Linked DNA regions of Lactuca sativa: region 1 is linked to region 2. The links are chromatin contacts, called in public Hi-C maps. All regions are on one chromosome and are shown on one strand. Each heading gives the region's core, a stretch centred on a gene start, on an enhancer-like site or on the middle of the called end of the contact. The rest is flanking DNA. Distances are from core to core; before and after follow the strand shown. Region 1 holds the start of LOC111900980. Region 2 holds the start of LOC111913884 (FAM10 family protein At4g22670).

What was found. A called contact is a pair of places that touch in the nucleus more often than the background predicts.
Region 1: a contact with region 2 is called in a Hi-C map of seed, with 4 times the contacts expected there. The contact joins the promoter of LOC111900980 here to the promoter of LOC111913884 in region 2. A contact is called at or near these places in 2 of 4 Hi-C or Micro-C datasets (leaf and seed).

Annotation. Positions count from the first base shown.
Region 1 is chr6:7,170,318-7,175,643 of Lsat_Salinas_v11, forward strand. LOC111900980 reads left to right here and starts at 1,998. Exons shown (of 2, transcript XM_023896848.3): 1 at 1,998-2,184; 2 at 2,779-3,454. The coding sequence starts at 2,790. The coding sequence ends at 3,284.
Region 2 is chr6:6,832,510-6,837,526 of Lsat_Salinas_v11, forward strand. It overlaps LOC111913884 (FAM10 family protein At4g22670), which reads left to right and starts at 3,047. Exons shown (of 11, transcript XM_023909597.3): 1 at 3,047-3,272; 2 at 3,374-3,422; 3 at 3,714-3,842; 4 at 3,950-4,037; 5 at 4,110-4,190; 6 at 4,284-4,348; 7 at 4,458-4,598; 8 at 4,676-4,792. The coding sequence starts at 3,163. It overlaps LOC111913885 (non-specific lipid transfer protein GPI-anchored 7), which reads left to right. Exons shown (of 3, transcript XM_023909598.3): 3 at 226-465. The coding sequence ends at 326.

The sequences.
Region 1 (5,326 bases), core at 748-3,247, 340 kb after region 2:
ACATTTAATCCTTAATATTTTTGCAATGCCCACAAGTTAGGGCTAGATGATTCAAATTGATGTTAATATATTGCGTACATGTTTTATGAGCAAATATTATTGACTTATAACATTTGTATAAAAATATATCGTTAATTTAACGAATTATGATAAATAAACATCTAAAAATAAAAGATTGTTTAGGATAAATAGTCTTGCTAAAATTTGTAGTAGTAGTAATATACTAGATATAAGGAACGTTTAAATCTGACTTCGCATGAAGAAATTACGATTCTTCAAAGTTTCACATGCAACCCTATACGGGAAAGTGCGATATAAAAATTGGATTGGAGATAGGTTGCTTATTAGCCTAAGTAATCTAAACGAAAGTCGTAGTAATCGTGAAAATAAAAGCGTGCATATAAAGAACGCATAAATGTGACTTCGTATGAGAAAGTTATGATTTTTCGAAGTTTCGATACATTAGTGTGCAACACAGAAATCGAAATTTAAATCAGTTGAGTGTTATCCAAAACAATGTAAACGAAAGTTGAAGATCTCGTGTATACGAATCGACCAATATAATTAACACTTGGGTTCCCATCTATATCCAATAATATATACTTGGGGTAAAATGACCATTTTACACATGACCTAATGTGATCCGAGACTAAGGCCCAAATCCACAATCTAAAACGCCTAAAACCAAATAATCATTCATGGCCAATTTATGGCACAATTTTCCAAATTGGGCCCAAACCCCTTATATGGGCCTAATCCAAAAGCCCAATAATTTTCCTTAGTACAAAAGCTTGATGTTAGATGGCCCATTAAGGCCCAAATCAACAGGGTCCAAAGAAGTAACCCAACTAAGGCCCAAAAGATGTGAAGCCCAATAGACTAAGTACATGGGGCGTACTCAGCTGTACGCTAAGTGTACATGCAACCTAGGTTGCACGTCGTGCGTATAGACTTGTATGCCCAACATACGAAGCCATTAAACCAAAAATCAGTCTTAAGCTCTTAATGCTTAAGACCAAAAGCCTAAAACACAGATCTAAGCCCTAAAAGACATCTAGAAGCATAAAGTCACTGACTTGGTGACTTTACATGCCCCAAAAGATCCCAAAATCAAGATATAACATTGTACTTTCACAAAAATGGCATAAACTCATGCATGGATGGATCTAACCCTTAAAGGTGACAACTTTATGCATCTAGAACCTCAGAAACACCAAGAGTGGCAACTCAAAGCTCATAGATTGGTATCAAACCACTAGATCTCATTTATGGCCAAAAATGGACAAATACTCAAACATAAGAGATCTAAACCATCATTGATCAAGTTCATAGCCTTTTACGTAAAATAAGCTAGAAATAAAGCAAAATGTCGAGATCCACAAGCTCCTCCTTGATCCACCACCTTACACCAAACTTCTACTTCTTGAATATGGATCAAAACACACCAAAATGGACACTATAAGCTCAAAAAGCAAGAGGGAGGCTTAGGGTTTCGAGTATAGGGCTAGGAGGACATAAATGATTTTATATAGTGTCTACACTTGAAAATTAAGGTTTTCATTAAGCCAAGCGTACGCACCCGAAACCTTGTCCAAGTCTTCGCATGAGTACGCTAAGTGTACCATTTGGTACGCCCCGCGTACTCGCTTTACAGCTTGTACGCTAAGTGTACCTTGTGGTACGCCCCGCGTATAACTCAAGGACTAAAACGCACAAATAAATTCAACAAGGACAAAAGAGAAATTTACCAGGATTCAAGTGTTACAATTACCATATTAAGTCATTTTTTCGGTTTAACTAGAGTAGTTGGTTATAAGGACTGAATATGTACACCTAAACACATTAAAGAAACAAATATGAAAAAAAAAACTCAACAACCAAATATATACAAATCTAAAAATATATTATCATTATATTTTTTATCCTTGTAAAAGCCATTGGCAGTTGTGGTTGTTGGCCTTTTGGGTCATCGCTCAAGGCCCAATCTTGAGAATAGCCCAATATTCTGCACATCGTAGGAGCGAGATCAAAGAGACGCATCATTAGCTTAAGCAGGCGGAGGAGCGACGCCGAAGAGAAATTGGGGAAACAAAATCTTTACGACTAAAATCAGAAACGAAATCGTCCATATCGAAGCAGCGTTCCAAACCCAAGCCATAGGCGGGAAATTTTTTAGTACTACAGGTACATATTAGCTCTTAAACAGTTGAACCGCATTCAAGTTCCCCATTCCTCGGTTTAATCAGGTAAATCATTTCTCAAGAGTATCTAAATTTCGTGATTTGTGTCGATTGCATCTCTGTTTACATTCTACCGGTACTCGGCACCGATTTTGCTCTTCTTATTTGCGTAATTAGGTTATCTAGGGTTTCGTTTGAATTTAGTATTTTGGTCATACGAACTAATGAAACTGACTGATCTTTATAATACTGTAATTCGTCAATCCGTTTGTGTTTTGGTTCCTGACTGATTATGTTGAAGGTGTTTGATCCCCTTCCATGGTATTGAATTTGTTCAGGGATTATTGTAATCACGATTTTATTTAGTCAACAGATTTTCAGCAATTGCATTATGATTTTGTGTTTGATTCGTTTCAAAATGTTATCGAACATGATTATCTTCAAACTGAATATCTACAAACTGTTATGGTGTGATTACTGATTATTGATATGTATGATATGATCTAAGCTTTAAGTCTACAGAAACCATTGAACAATAAGGCTAGTTAGTTCCCATTTGCATTAGGTGTAAACCAATGACAACTGGTTATTTTTACAGGATCAAAAGCCATGGATGATGCATTTACCATTCAAATAAGTGGAAACTTAGTCAAACAGCTAGCAGACAACACCAACAAGGTAAAGAAAAAAACAAGAAAACCAAAACCCAAAACTCCCCAACAACACCCAATCCCTCCACCACCCCCACCACCACCACCACCAACTGCCGCCACATGGCCGCCAATGTACCTCCCAATTCCACCACCTTCACCACCTGAAGTGAATGCCATTCGTTCTGTTCTTGAAGACAGTGAGAGGGTTTTGGAAAAACTACAAAAGCAAGAAGATGCAATGTTGTTTGAAGTGACACAAAAGGCAAAAGAGCTTCATGAAAAAGAGTTTAAGCTTCCGGAAGCAAAACCTATGCCATGTTTGACCGATTTGACCGCTTGTTTGGATTGCTATAAAGAAAATGTCAAAGACCCGTTGAAATGCAGTACCCTTGTCAAGAATTTTGCAGATTGTGCTCGCACTATAAGGCAACAGATTCGTGAATTAAAGTAATAAAAACTTTTTACATGTTTTTGACTTGAGATAATAACTTAAAATTGTTGAATCAATTGAACAAATATTTGTGTTTTTGTATGGAATGTTTTTGGAGACTGGAGTTTTGTACTCTTATTAAAAGCATGGAATTATTGCTTCATATATTGATTGTGAACCACATTAAAGAATTTTACATTTTTGTCAAGTTTATTATGAAGCTGAAATAATTTAAATGTTGATGAAATATTAGATGAGATAATAGTTGAAAGCATTTTAGAATTGTTGCAAATATTATTGCATCTTGTTTTTAACAATCATGAGAAGTGTTATTCCAATAATTTCATCAAGTTGACAAGGTTTTCATAAATAATAAATGGTCTTCAAAGTTGACATTGAGACATTCTTTGACTTTCTCAATTGGCTTATCTTTACGTTATGAGATACGTGATAAATGGAGTTTTGGGGCAAATTTCTATATATTCCGTCGATCAGATGCAATACATTAAATAGGATAACTACCACTGCTTGCTAAACTTAAGGAAGAAGATAACAATGAAATGGAATTAACTGTTATGTGGGACTAAATAAAAGGAACTCATGGAGAAAATCATGCATGCACTTGAAATTGTTATAGAGACTCAATGTATTGTCATTATCGACATCAAATGATACCCTTTCCGTTGAGACTCTCAAAAGGTAATGTATTGTACTATCGTTTGAATCAGATTTTACTAGATAAATGTCCAATAATTTGTAAAAATATTGTTATTTATTTATTGTTGGTGATTTTTGATCATCAGTGTTATTTAAGTATAATGAGATTACTTTGTGTTGACCAAAAATAATCTTGATAAATATTAAACAAGTAAGGGAGGTGTGGAGTACACACTTGTTTAAGTTTGATCAAGTTTCAAAGTACACTGTCATTTAAGGGCAAAGCCCCTGAACGAACGGGTGTCCTGGGGCAGCGCCCCTGGGAGTGGGGTCCAAGGGGCGGTAGCCCCTGGCTGGGATCGAGCTGCCAGGTCAGCGCGAAATTTTTTTATATAGGGTATGTTACTATATTAAAAATGCATCAGAAAATTGATTTTTCAGATAATTGACAATTGGTTTGACCCTTATCCATATATCTGTTTTTATGACAGTTTTTATAGTTATATGACAGTTTAAAACTGTCATATGACAGTTTTCAGACAAATATATTAAAGTTGGTTTTGGTCTCATTTTCTGATACATACGAAAATATCATCAAACATTCTCGGTTCTTGTCTCTATGAGTCTTATCCAATTGAGGATTTGGGAGTACCACCAAATACTTTGATTTGAAAGTGATACTCACAATTCTCAGAATTTCCAAGCCTTTCTACACCCAAATTTCTAACATTTATGTTTATGCAAAATCAGGGTCTTGGGTCTTCGTCGTGTAAACCCAAATTTTACACTATGATTTCATATAAATTCTCCATCCCGCGACATTTATGGTTTGATTCAGGATGGTGACACAAGTAAAAATGAAGCAACTTACTATATAAAATTTTGATTCCATTGGCTTACCATATCACGATTCATGTTGCTTCACATTTAAATTTTTGCTTAAATTTGTTGTCATTAATCTGTTTTGATTAAGAAATAAGCAACCTGTAGAGTAATAAACGCCGATAAAAAAAGTAATTGGTCCTTTAAAAACTTGAAGCATGACAGTTAATTATTGGAGCAATAATATCTTTTTGTTGTTACCGAAATCCAAATTTATTAGTTAGAACCTAATAAAGAGGAATTCACATCGTAACAAAACTTTATATACCTATTATACACAATACACAATGTTGTTGTCCTTGAAAATTAAAACATCTCATTAAATCTTGTTTTAATAGGTTCAATATATTTAAGTTTCTCTTGAGGGACAACGTTTTATGGTATCGGGGTATATACACATTATATCGTCGCAAACATGCTTATATTTTATTTTAATTTTTCCAATGAAGTAATTATTCGACGCATTATAAAAGAAAATTATAAGTTAAAAGCGGTAATTATGTAATTTAAAATTGTATAAATAT
Region 2 (5,017 bases), core at 1,797-4,296:
TACATATTTGGTTTGAACGCAATTTAATTAAAATATTTGATTTGAAAAAATTGAATTACTTTACCACCATACAAACCTAATCGGCAAAAAAAGTTTATTTAATACCCAATATGGAACTTTTTTTTTCTAGCTGTAATAATTTAAATTTTATAGGAAAAATATGTATATGAATTATGAAGTAAAGTAAATTATAGTAGCATCCTTAAAGTTACGTGTATTTTACAGGTAGGACCCCTGGGGCTGGGGGTGGAAACGGTGTAGGTAAAATTGCTTCAAGTGGGGTTATTGGTTTACTATTGATTTCGGCTTGCATGATGTTATTCTAAGTTGGGAGTTGTAGAAATGTCTTCATATATGATTAATTGTTGTGACATCATATGTTATATAATTCTTGGTGTAAAAACCATATATATTTATTTATGGTTCTTATGAGTGTAATTTAATAAATCAAGGCTATTAGTTTCCCATGTGTTTATTTAATTACCTTTTCTTTTCATTCAAAATAAATGGGTTTGTATGTCTTAAATGCATATTTTAGTTAACATCTAACAAAATTTATTTATGATCATATAATCTTGGGTAGGGGTCAGATCAAATCTATTGGATTTCGATGAATCTAATCCAATCCAATCATCTATTGGATGTTGGATTTTATCAATCCATCCAATCCAATGTAGTAAACACAATCCGAATGAACCAAACCAATCCAGTTGGATGTTGGACCGGATTGGTTTTATCCATTGAATATTTTTATTTGCTTTAATTCATTCGTTATTCATTATTCAACCAATTACAATTATGACAACTAAAAATAAACCGTATATAATTACATAAAATAAGACTAACAAAGTAATATTAACTTCAAGTCTCCAACCTATTTTTATATTAAATAATTAATAATTTTATTTGGATGGATAATAATATTGGATATTTATTTGATTAAAATTAGATATCCAATTAGATTGATCACCTTAGTTATCTATTGGATTTTGAGACTGATCCATTAATCTATCCAATCCAATTGGATTTTAAAATTTTGCATACAATCCAATATAATTGTAATTGGATATCCAATCCAATTGGTTAGCTAATAATTGGATTGATTAATTTTTGCACACTCCTAATCTTGGGTAGATTTAATTTGGATCTTTAGATTTTTAGAATTGATAGTTTCTAACATTGTGAAGAGGTTTATGCTATAGAAAATATATGTTTGATATAATCGATTTCAACCGTGTTGTTTTGGAATCTCATACGTAACCTTAAAGTTAATTATTTGTTATTTGGAAGTGTTTGGTGTGTAGCGTTAATAATCTAATAGTGACATGAGTCCACAAGATATGAAGATCATTGTTGGTTGGGACCTGGAGACATTTGAGGCCATGCTTATGGATAGCTTGGACCAAGCTATTCATTGTCTTATTTGTAAACTCGTTTTCAATTTGACATTAATTGTGAAATCATGCAAAACATGTCCAATTTGAATATAACATTATTATATTATATGATTAAACATATTAATCATGAAAACCATGAAAACCACATTCAACATATTAATCATAATCACGAAAACCATGAAATCTTGCAAAAACATGTTCAATTTAAAAAATAACATTATATTATGATTAAACATATTAATCATGAAAACCACATTCAAAAATCATAAAGTTTAAACATTCCAACAAAAATTCAAAATGTCTAAACTCTAAACAAAAGCCACAAGTGATGTACAATCAAGCATTATAAACAACAGAAAAATATAAGTACTAAATCCAAGGCTAAATAAATAAACTAAAACATGTATCTAATCACAAGTCAATCATACATCACTAATCATAAATAACACTAACACGTCTGCTTAAGACAAACATCATATTAATATGTTATGTTGGAAAGTATGATGAGACACACATGACATACTCATATAAAATCACATATATACCCGACTTAGTGCAACTACGAAACCCAACCAAATGCCTCCTACACCTTGTACATACCTATTCTCACCTTAATCAATGTCAATGTTGTAAAACTCGCCGAGTTAGCCGATTACTCATCCGAGTACTCCTTGATTAGCCCCTTACTGAACTAAGTAGTGTTGTAAAATGCAGTCAACTTGGTGATTAATATGTATAATATACTCAATGATTTATTATTTAACACACACATATGATTATTACTATATATATATATATATATATATATATATATATATATATCTTAAATTTTCACTAATTATTCATGAAGCGAGACCATTATGTGTTTTTTAGCTTTTATGTATTCACATGTATCTAATTTTGTTATATATTTCAATCGACTTTATGATTTTAACATATATAATTTCTCTAAAAATATTTCTACATGAATTACTCAATCCGAGTACACCCGGGTACTCGCTACTCGGTAGTCGGCCAAATAGGTACCAAGTAACGAGTTCTACAACCTTGATTAATGCAATTGTGAAACCCCTAAGTTTGATGGACCAATCTCTCGTTTTGCCGCCAATGAATGGTTAGAACGTGGAATGAACGAGGTCTTAGGTTTAAAATTGTACATAGACAAAATTACAAAAATGGTCTCTGTGGTTTGCCAAAAGTAACAAAGTTAGTCCCTGCTAATTTTTTGATACAAATGACCCTTGTGGTTTTCAAAACTTACACAGATGACCCTTTTTACTAACACCGTTAGTATTCAGAGGACATTTTCGTCTTTTCAAGTGTAAAAGAGATTGGATTCGCAACTTTGATTAAACCACATGGACCATTTTTGTAATCCGTCTTAAAATGATAAGAGTGATAGAAAACAAGGGAAGGAGGATTCGAACTTGAGATCTTCTATCCCTCTCATTTTTGAACCAAAACTCTTAGGGCAAGGTTTACCTTTTTTACCTTCTCGATAAACCTTCTACAAAGTTTATATTTTTGAACAAAAACATTATAAGTCAGAAATCAAAAGCAAATAATGAATATTGCGCAATAGTCGAAGGACCTTTTTTACAATATACTTTAAAATAGTTGTAAATGGAAGCTCCTAGAATCATCTTTGTGACTCAAGTCTGAAGTCACCTACAGTCAATCGCCCAGCTAACCAAAACCGCCCCCAAAACTCTACACAAATTGTAAAACCCTTAGTTTCCATTTTTCCGGCAAATCTACAACGGCGATGGACGCCGCTAAACTAGAGCAACTAAAGATATTTATCAGTCGGTGCAAGGCCGATCCCTCCATTCTCAGCGATCCTTCACTCTCCTTCTTCCGCGACTATCTTGAAAGGTAAATGCATTCATACAATATGCGGTTTTGTCGCACGTCCTTTTTGATTGATTATAGATTTATACTAATTCGTATGAAACATGTTTGGTTTTTGATTTCAGCCTCGGAGCTAAACTTCCGTCATCTGCTTACAAGAGTGAATCGCAATCGGTACCTCTTTTTTCCTGATTTATTTACTGTTTACAGTTGTTGATGATGAATATGAATGATCGGAGCATTTTTGGGGTAAAAGCTGTATAATGGAGTAAACGCCGTTGTTAGCAATACTAATCCAAATTAGATGTATGAGTGACCTAATTATTTGTATGCAAATGTATTGATACGCATAAGTCAACTAACTTTCAAGTTCAAAATTGATGTAAATCCATCTGAATCACCAGTTTGACAATGAGAATTTGTATTGATTGGTTATTAAACGATTGAACAACTTTGACCTTGCAGAAACCTTATGTGGTGGAAGAGGAAGAAGATGATTTTGAAGAACCTGAAGAAGAAGAGGATGAGATAATAGAATCCGATATTGAATTTGAAGGTGAGACTGTGGAGCCTGATAATGATCCACCACAAAAGGTATGTCCTTACTTCTGTCATCCATCTTTCTGGTTTGTAATTAGTGATTTTGTATTTTTCTCATAGCTTCCTTTTGTGTCTTTTTGTTTTTTGTTTTTCAATTTTAGATGGGAGATTCTTCAGTAGAGGTTTCTGAAGAAAATCGTGATGCTTCTCAAGAGGCCAAAGCAAAGGGCATGGAAGCAATTTCTGATGGTTTGTTACCCTTTTTCATGTGAAGTTATGCTTGTTACTTTTTAATTGGTGCTAATTGATTGTTGTTAACAGGTAAGCTAGAGGAAGCAATTGAGCACCTCACTGAGGCAATACTGCTCAACCCCACTTCTGCTATTATGTATGCAACAAGAGGTACAACTGAGTTTGAGTTTTGACTAAATTTTTACATATTTGATTATAGTTTCTTGTCTGTGATTTCTTTTAACTTTTTTTCCCTCAATAAAGCTTCTGTTTATATCAAAATGAAGAAACCAAATGCTGCGATTCGAGATGCTGATGCTGCTCTACAGGTAGTTCCTTTTTTCCATATATGTTGACAAGTCAAGTGGTGTCTATTGTTGGTTTATCAATTTCTTTCATATCTCACTTCATTGTAAATTTCTTGATGAATATTTCCAGATAAATCCAGATTCTGCTAAAGGCTATAAATCACGTGGAATTGCACTATCAATGCTCGGTCAATGGGAAAAGGCTGCAAAGGATCTTCATGTAGCTTCAAATATTGATTTTGATGAAGAAATAAGTACCATTCTCAAGAAGGTTAATTGTCAAACATAATTTACTTTTTTTTTCCTAACTGATTTATGCATACTGATTTTATTTTCTGGTAAAATTAGGTTGAACCAAATGCACACAAGATTGTGGAACATCGTAGGAAATATGATAAGCTAAGAAAAGAAAGGGAGGACAGGAAAATAGAACGTGAGAGGCAACGTCGCAGGGCTGAAGCCAAGGTAAATTCTTTCTTTTAATATGATGGAATGGAATCACAAAGGAATGGAATGAACAACATAATGGAATGGAATGAATCATTACATTCCATTGTCGCGTTTGGTTGAAGGAATGGATTGAGTTGTATAAACATGTTGTTTGTTATGTATAGATAGAAAAAACTATGTGAAACTAAATTGATAAATCAACAAAAAAAATGATATTTTGTAAATATGAACTTTAATTAA